3 separate regions of the Sus scrofa genome follow, and all the other regions are linked to region 2. Evidence: chromatin contacts called from public HiChIP or PLAC-seq and promoter capture Hi-C data. All regions are on one chromosome and are shown on one strand. The core of a region is the stretch at or near the end of the contact, and the rest is flanking DNA. Distances in the headings are between cores, read along the strand shown.

Region 1 (2,700 bases), core at 37-2,536, 110 kb after region 2:
TGCAGGCTCTTAAATGGAGAGATAGCTTAATTCGCACCAGTCACTATTATCACCAGAAAACATCTCTGGGCAGCAGAGTAGGCTCCGCAGGTAAAGGTACAGGTCTCTACCTGCTTTTTAGGAGCTAACACTTGGGTGTGTTACAGACACACCTAAAGAACCAGCCAAATTGTAGGGGCGACAAGACAGGGTAAAGGCAGTGTACACAACTTGCTCGGGTGTAGGGGTGGGGAGAGGGCTGGAGTGGGCTAGGTTTGCCGGAGGTGGTTTTTTGTTTTTTCTTTTTAGGGCCGCACCCTTGGCATATGGAAGTTCCCAAGCAAGGGGTCGAATCCGAGCTGCAGCTGCTGGCCTATGCCACAGCCAATGTCAGATCTGAGCCCAATCCGTGACCTCTGTTGCAGCTTGTGGCAACGTTGTATCCTTAACCCACTGAGCAAGTCCAGGTATCGAACCCACATCCTCATTGATACTAGTTGGGTTCTTAACCTGCTGACCACAACGGGAACTCCCAGAAGTGAGTTTTGAAAGACTAACGGAGACGGAGGGTAGAGGGAAGTTGGGAGGGGTTAGAAAATGCCAGGGATGTTCTCAGTGCTGTAGGTAATGAGGTGGAAGGAGGAAAGAAAGGATGTGTAGACCAAGGCACTCAGGACCAGGCTCCACTGGCAAACCATTCATTCACTCAAAAATCATTTATGGAGTTCCCCTGTGGCTCAGCGGGATTTGAACTTTTGTGGCTCTGATTACAGCTGTGGCGTGAGTTCCGTCCCTGGTGCGAGTACTCCTGCATGCTGTGAATGCGGCCCGAAAAAGAAATCATTTAGGTGCCCATATGTCAGGTAGTTTTGATCACGTGTTACAGTGATAAAGGCGACAGAACGCCCTTCGGTGGGGATGAGTGAGACGTGTGCAAGGAACAGACACGAGAGCCAATGTGGCTGAAGCACGGCGATCAAAGGGCAGAAAAGCAGAGGCCAGGGCTGGCTGGCGGGCAGGGGTCTGATCTTACAGGGTCTTGCAGGTGGTTAGGAGTGTGGCTTTTACTCTGAGGGCAACAACATGAAGTTTCATTCATGCTGCAGCAGCCTTACAAAGTAGGCAGTCTAATCCCAGTATACTTTAGGACGATCAGGGTGCGGTTAAGTAAGTTGTTCAAGGTCAGAGGCAGGCGAGAGGGCTACTAAGACCTGCCGGCTCTCCCCGACCCAGGGCTGCCTGCGCGGGTCTGGGCAGGCGCGCGCCACGGCCGCACTGAGCATGCGCTGCTGCCTACGGAAGCCGGCAGGGAGGGGGCGGGGCCGACACTGGCGGGCGCGGGGGAAATGGCGGCGGCGGCTGCGGCGAACGGGACCGGAGGGAGCAGCGGGATGGAGGTGGATGCAGCAGGTAACCGACCGGGAGGGAGCGGCTTCTGGAGACGCCCTTGGGGCGCGTCAAGGCCTTCCTGGACTCCCGGGGAAGTCGGGAGGGCGGGTCAGCGGCGCGTTCCCTGGGATAACTTGCGGGAGGGATGTATGGCCCGGCTCTGCTGGCTTCCCCTCCCATCTCCCGGGGGGAACGTGGGACCCGGACTCTCACCCTCTCTTCCAACTGCTTAGTCGTCCCCAGCGTGATGGCCTCCGGAGTGACTGGCAGTGTTTCAGTCGCCCTTCACCCCCTCGTCATTCTCAACATCTCAGACCATTGGATTCGCATGCGCTCCCAGGAGGGGCGGCCTATGCAGGGTGAGTGTTCGGCGTAATTCTCTGGCCTTCTTTTCCTGGTCATCTCCCCCAAACGGTGGTCCTTCCCTTTCCTTTGCTGAAGCCAATTCTTCCGCCGCAAACCACCCGTTTCCCTAGTACTGGGTTCACTTGACCTCAGACCCTCAGGCTATACTGATTTAACTAAGTTTCAGGATTCTTTACCCTCACCTCTTGTGTCCTCTCCTCCAGTGATTGGGGCTCTGATCGGGAAGCAGGAGGGCCGAAATATCGAGGTGATGAACTCCTTTGAGCTGCTGTCCCACACCGTGGAAGAGAAGATTATCATTGACAAGGAATATTATTACACCAAGGAGGAGCAGTGTGAGAGGGGAATAGAGGTGGGGGAGAGGAGTGGGAGTTAAAAAAAGAAAGAAAATCAGAATAGGGAAGGTGGAGAGGGTTGGGGGGAAAAAAATAAACAGGAGATGAGCAGAATGGAGGCCAAGTGACGAGAAGGTAGCTGTAGAGATCTTTAAAAAAGAACATATTTGGGAGTTCCCGTCGTGGCTCAGTGGTTAACGAATCCGACTAGGAACCATGAGGTTGCGGGTTCGATCCCTGGCCTTGTTCAATGGGTTAAGGATCCAGTGTTGCCATGAACAGTGGTGTAGGTCGCAGGTGCAGCTCGGATCCTGCATTGCTGTGGCTGTGGTGTAGGCCGACGGACACAGCTCCAATTGGACCCCTAGCCTGGGAACCTCCATGTGCTGCGGGAGCGGCCCTAGAAATGGAAAAAAGACCAAAAAAAAAAAAAAAAAAGAACATATTTGGTTACTTCCCACAAAGTAAGGAGAAGATAGAAGAGATGACTTACTCTAAACTGAGCCGGGATGGGATGGGGAGAAGCTGGTTAAAATCCACCAGGAGCTTCAAATTAAAGAAGCGATATTTAAAAAAAAAAAAAAAATACTCTGTGCTCTGGCCCTTTCCTCCTCAGTTAAACAGGTGTTCA
Region 2 (2,700 bases), core at 63-2,562:
CAGTTGACTGTTTGTGGGTGTATCTCTGGGCTCTTGATTCTGTTCCACTCTCCATGTGTCTTTTTTTGTGTGCTAGTGCCATTATTACATTTTGGTTTTGTTTTTTGTGGTTTTTCTTGAGGGGGTGGCCAGGAACTGAATCTGAGCTGCAGCTGTGACCTATACCCTAGCTGAGGCCAGATCCTTAAGCCAGGGCACTGGCCCGGGGATCAAACCCACACCACTGCAAAGACAGAGTCAGATCCTAAACCCACTGGGCACAAGCAGGAACTCCAGTTATTATATTTTGTAATAAAGTTTCAAGTCAGGAAGGAGGGTGCCCCCAGCCCAGTTTAGTTCTTTCTCAGGATTGCTTTGGCTATTCTGGGTCTTTTGCCGATCTATATGAATTTTAGGATTGTGTTTTCGATTTCTGTGAAAAATGCCATTGGAATTTTGATAGAGATTGCACTGAATCTATAGACGGCTCTGTGCAATCCAGACATGTGAATGTTAATTCTTCCAATCCGTGAACACAGGTTATGGATCCATTTATCTGTGACTGCTTCCGTTTGTTTTTGCAAAGTCATAGATTTCCCTGCACAGCTCTTTCATCTCCTGTAAGTTTATTCCTGTTTCATTGTTTCTGATCGCTATTGTTAATGTGCTTGTTTTCTTTCTCTCTTTATTTTCTGATTCACATGTTCTGAAACAGTGTATACTGTTTTCCACCGGGGCTACACCATTCTGCATTCCCACAAGCCAGGCACCGGGGTTCCAGGTTCTCCACAGCCTTGCCAACCCTAGTTATTTAGGGGTTTTTTTTATTTGTTTGTGTGTTTGTTTTACAGCAGCCATTCTGATGGGATGAGACAGTCTTCACTGCTTCATGGCAGCACTCTACTCGGTCAGTTTTGAAACAGTTACGTGTTTCCTGCCATTTTAAAAGCATAAGCTTTCATTTGAACTGGGCTCATTTCTGATGAGAGGCAGGCAGCCCTGGCCAGCGGAAAGTGCCCCGACCTGTAGTGCTACACGTCAGGGTTCTGACCCACGCTGTCACTGAGAGACCCTGAGCCTCAAAGAACTTTTCTCCAGGCCTCAGTTTCCTCATCTTAGGGGTGGGGGGTCGGGGGGCGAGGCTAGCATGAGAATCTACTGTGCTCCAACCTCTTAGCTGAAACAGGCCTGGATCCATTTAAGCCGGGTCGCGCTTCCGCTCCTTCGTGCTATGTTGCATTTCTGTTTTGTTTCTTTCATTCATTTGGCTGCCCCGGGAGGGGGGCGCAGGCCCCGCCCACCGCCTTCGAGCCTGGAGAGCCACCGAGAAGGGGGCCCTCCGGGGTGCTAGAGAGGGCGCCTTGCCCGGCTGACGCGGGCGCACTTCCGGCCTTTGTGTGCCACCCAAGACGGCGGCTCCAGGGGGGCAGCCTGCGCTCCCCACTCCCGGTGGTGCGGCGCCGGGGGTGCGTGGGTTCCCCGGTTATGCAGCGTCATTCTCAACCTGTGCGGCTCTAGGAGGCCCCGCGCCCGCTGCGAACGCCCTGTGTCCCTTCCAACCCCTGCATTTTTGGTCTTGCCCTCCTCTTGCTCTCTTCTCGATGGGGGACTTAGCAGGACTTGAGGTTGGGGAGCGGGATTGTCCCAGGTTTGACCCCTCATTCGTTCAGGCCTCCTAGGAGTCAGCCTGGCTGCAAAGTTCAGGCGGATCCCGCTCCCTCCCACTTCCTTGCTGCCGCCCCCAGACTTGACTTTTGAAACGACCCTCTGGGAAGCCCAGGTCGTTGAACCAAAAAAACGCTAACTGGATCCCCCGGCGTCCCGTGTGCTTTATTCTCCCACGTACACTTAATCAGCTGAGTTTTAGCCCGGGCATAGGGGGAATTAGATCAGACTAGATTCTTGCGTTTTCCCAGACCTGAATGCTCTAGCAAGAGAACGGATACGTGTGTGATGCCGATATAATGTGAGAGAGACGGTGGGAGGTATACGCGAGACAGAGGATGCAAATAGAGAAGGAAGGATCCGGTTAAAAAGCTGCTGGGGCAGAGATCAAGTGGATAAGACTTTGCAAGATGGGTGGTAGTGGAAGGAGGGTGAGAACTGGATCCGTGGAAATGCCCTACCAGCCCAGGACATTCCCCATAGAGCTGGTGCAAAAGCACAAAGGTGAAAGGGATGGGAGGGCTGGGGAGAGAGTGGTAAATATTTCAACACCATTCTGATAATGTTTATTTTGTGCTGCGCACTGGAGATGAAAGAATGTGTGGCCACAGATCCCTGTTCAAGCGGTTGTTAGATCCCTTTTGCTAAAAATAGTGAAAGTGGTTCAAAGGTACAAACTCATAGTTAGACAAATTCTGGGAATGTAGCTATAGTGAAAAATAAAAATCATTATGTAAAAAGTTAAAAAATAATAATAATAAATTCTGGGGATGCAATGTACAGCATGGTGACTAGTTAATACTAGAGTATTGTATACAAACGCATTGTGTATTTGAAAGTTGCTAAGACAGTGGATCTTAAAAGTTGGCATCGCAAGAAAAAAATTAACTGTGTGAGCTGATGGATGTTAACTAAACTCATTGCGATCCGTTTCACAATATTTCCATATATCAAATCATTATGTTGTATATCCAAAGCTAATACAATATTATATGTCAATTCTATTTCAATAAAACTAGGGGCTTTTTTGCTTTTTTTTTTTTTTTAGTTTATTAT
Region 3 (2,700 bases), core at 158-2,657, 95 kb after region 2:
CCTCTGTTCAAGTCCCTGGGAACTGTGACTTAATTGATGCCAGTGCTGTATGACTAAGGGGAAAAAAAGAAAAAGGAATTTTAAATGTTTATGTCAGAGTTCCCTCATGGTGCAGTGGGTTAAGGATCTGGTGTTGTCACTGCTGTGGGTCTGGTTACATCTGTGGCAGGGGGTTTGATCCCGGGCCTGGGAACCTTTGTATACAGCGAGTACAGTCAAAGAAAAAAAGAAAAAGACCACGACTGGCATTTGTGTTGTGGCTTTAGAGCTGAAACAGAAGTCAGGGTTCTCTAGGTCAACCTCCCACCCAGTGCAAGAAACATCTTCCGAAGTTCCTAACGTTCTGTCAGCTAACTTGCTGGACACACATGGCTACTTCAGCGGGGAGTCTGTTCCACTGCTGCACAGGTTCGCCACTGGAGAGGTCTTGAGATGTCAAGCTAAAAATCTGTCCCCTGGATCTTCAACTCTTCAGAGGCCTCATGCCCTACGAAGCTTTAGTGATAGAATCTTCTCCTTCCATACCACTCTCCACCAAACACTTGAAATCAAGTGATGCCTGCACCCCACGAATTTCACTTCTCCGAGAAAAGCACCTTTAGTGCCAATAATTATCCCACAGATTGCAGGCTCATCATCGTGCTTTATCCACTCCTGGAGTTTACACATACCCTTCAGAACTTAAACAACGGGCTGTGTTCGATCCCACTTTGAAAAGCGAATCAAATAGGGGATCTAATACAACTGAAAAATGGGACACAGTGGTACCACTCCCCGAAAGAGACTCGACTGACTGTGCGCCTGGGAGATTATTCCGGAATCTGAGCAGTTCTAACTGCGCACTCTTCGTAGAACTCCTCGTTCTTTGATCTTCAGATCCAGCCGGAGTAAAAACAGACCCTCCCTCCGGCCGCGGGCGCGGAGAACTGTTAACATCAAATAAAAACGTCTCGGAGAACTACCAAGTTAGGGTCGCTGTCACGAGCTGTCTGAAGGCGCGGGACGCCTCTCCGGCCATACTGGAACTTTTTAAGGGCTCGAGCTGGGCGCTGTGCAACTCACAGAACCACAACAGCTGCTCCTTTCCTCCCCGATGCAGGGCGCGCTGGGGGGCGGGGTCCCTGGGGAAGCGAGTCCTGACTGGCGCCTCCCCGCACCCTGCTCCGGGCGGGCCTGGGGACCCCGCGGGCCGCAGCGGCACAGACACCACCCCTTTCCCGGCGACCTCTGCTTCCGTCCCACCGCGAGCCCCAGGGGCGGCCGGACTCACCCTGGGGGCAGGGACGGGAGATTTGGGGGGCTGGACACCGACCAGGCCCCGCTGGACCCTGTCACAGAGCCACACACCGGGGACAGAACAAAGAACGGAAGTTCCCTGCGTTTCGCTTCCGGGTCAGTCCGAGTCACCCCCCGCTACACACACACATACACACAACGCTCCGGGTCCCCCACGTCCACTTGTTCTCTCTAGGAAAATGGGAGGTCTGCGTCTCTCTGTGGTTTGCTGACTGGGCTCCGGCCCCAGCGCGGATGCCATGCTCCGCGCCTGCTGCCCCCGCCCGCAGCGCCCCCTGCTGGCCGGGCGTGGCGGGGCGCCGCGCACCTGGTCCTCACGGCGCATGCTCGAGCGCGGCAGGCGGGGGAGCAGAAGGCGCGGTGTCTGGGGTAGAGGGTCGCTGCTGCGCTTCCACGAAGTGGAGTTTTAAGCCCTAAGGTCGCCTACAGACGGACGCTTGAAGGATTCAATGGAGAAAATGTATCTTCATCTGAAGTTTCCAAACAAATCAGGTTTTGTGTTTGTTTCATGTAAAATGCCTCCTTTAAATTACCAAAATCTTTTTTTTTTTTTGCTATGTTTTGCTGGGTCCGCTGCACCCAAGCCTCGGCAATGACAATGCCAGATCCTTAAACTCCAAATTACCAAAATGTGAAGAGAACGTTCTGGCGCAGCAGAGAATGCATGTGAGGACAAAACCTGCTGGGAGCAGAAAAGATGTGGGGAAGTTATCCATCTAGATCCATCCGGATCCGAAGAAAACAGGTGAGGCCCCATCAATGTGGAGAAAGTATGAAATAGGTGAGATGCTTGAGGAAATGAAAAGCAAGCTTCTTGGTTCACTCACTTTTATGCCCTCACAAGAGGAATCCTTGAAGTGTCAGAAACATCCTTCAGATTATATACAAAAGGAAGTTTTGTGATCTGATTCCCCTTATGGCCCTGCCTCGCATTTGATCGCAGTTTTTCTGCTTCCAGTATTTATAGTGCATCCATTCAGTTTTGCAGTGCAACAGGCCTTACTCTCCAGTGACTTCAGTCTAAGGACAGGAAATATGTGCTGGGGAAAAGGTGACAAAGAGCAGGGCCCTGTCAGGAGGTGACAAGACTTTCCAGTAGCGATGCAGGCCAGTCGGGAAGATGGAGTGTTCTCTGCAGAGTCAGCAACCAGTGCAAAGGCCCTGAGGCATGAGAGAACAATTAACAGGTAACAAAACTGGAGGGTGGCCCAAGAGGTGTGGGTGTGTGACCCATTTCCAGTCCTTCTGGACCCCAGCGAGAATTTGAGCAAATGCTTGGAATGGCCAAGCCGCTCAGCAAACTCCACTCCCCCCCAGGAAGGCATTTTTCCTTTTTCTCTTCTCAATTCCTTATAATCCCACTTGTCCCTCCAGGACAAGAACAGAGATGAAGGAGGAGGCAGT

The links. Promoter capture Hi-C pulls out the DNA fragments that hold promoters and counts their contacts. HiChIP or PLAC-seq counts read pairs in DNA pulled down with a chosen protein or histone mark.
Region 1: a contact with region 2 is called in a promoter capture Hi-C map of liver, with 4 times the contacts expected there. The contact joins the promoter of COPS6 here to the enhancer-like site in region 2. A contact is called at or near these places in 3 of 5 promoter capture datasets (fetal liver and liver), 18 of 47 Hi-C or Micro-C datasets (alveolar macrophages, blood, embryonic fibroblasts and 11 more) and 1 of 2 datasets of contacts at active chromatin or transcription factors (alveolar macrophages).
Region 3: a contact with region 2 is called in an H3K27ac HiChIP or PLAC-seq map of alveolar macrophages. The contact joins the promoter of ZNF3 here to the enhancer-like site in region 2. A contact is called at or near these places in 3 of 5 promoter capture datasets (fetal liver and liver), 24 of 47 Hi-C or Micro-C datasets (alveolar macrophages, blood, embryonic fibroblasts and 12 more) and 1 of 2 datasets of contacts at active chromatin or transcription factors (alveolar macrophages).

What each region holds. Positions count from the first base shown.
Region 1 is chr3:8,001,416-8,004,115 of Sscrofa11.1, forward strand. COPS6 (COP9 constitutive photomorphogenic homolog subunit 6 (Arabidopsis)) reads left to right here and starts at 1,287. Exons shown (of 10, transcript NM_001105299.1): 1 at 1,287-1,389; 2 at 1,602-1,727; 3 at 1,938-2,069; 4 at 2,686-2,700. The coding sequence starts at 1,326.
Region 2 is chr3:7,886,524-7,889,223 of Sscrofa11.1, forward strand. LOC110259869 (a long non-coding RNA gene) reads left to right here. Exons shown (of 3, transcript XR_002342271.1): 3 at 831-2,661. Among named protein-coding and RNA genes, the nearest start is that of AZGP1, 20 kb to the left of the region's middle. Within about 2 kb of position 1,313, at least 64 of the 83 cell types and tissues checked have an H3K27ac peak or open chromatin away from gene starts, as enhancers often do. A contact at or near this core is called in alveolar macrophages, epiblast stem cells, fetal liver and 7 more, where this site is marked.
Region 3 is chr3:7,981,286-7,983,985 of Sscrofa11.1, forward strand. It overlaps ZNF3 (zinc finger protein 3), which reads right to left and starts at 1,408. Exons shown (of 6, transcript XM_021086192.1): 1 at 1,271-1,408; 2 at 1-53. LOC110259870 (a long non-coding RNA gene) reads left to right here and starts at 1,556. Exons shown (of 4, transcript XR_002342273.1): 1 at 1,556-2,041.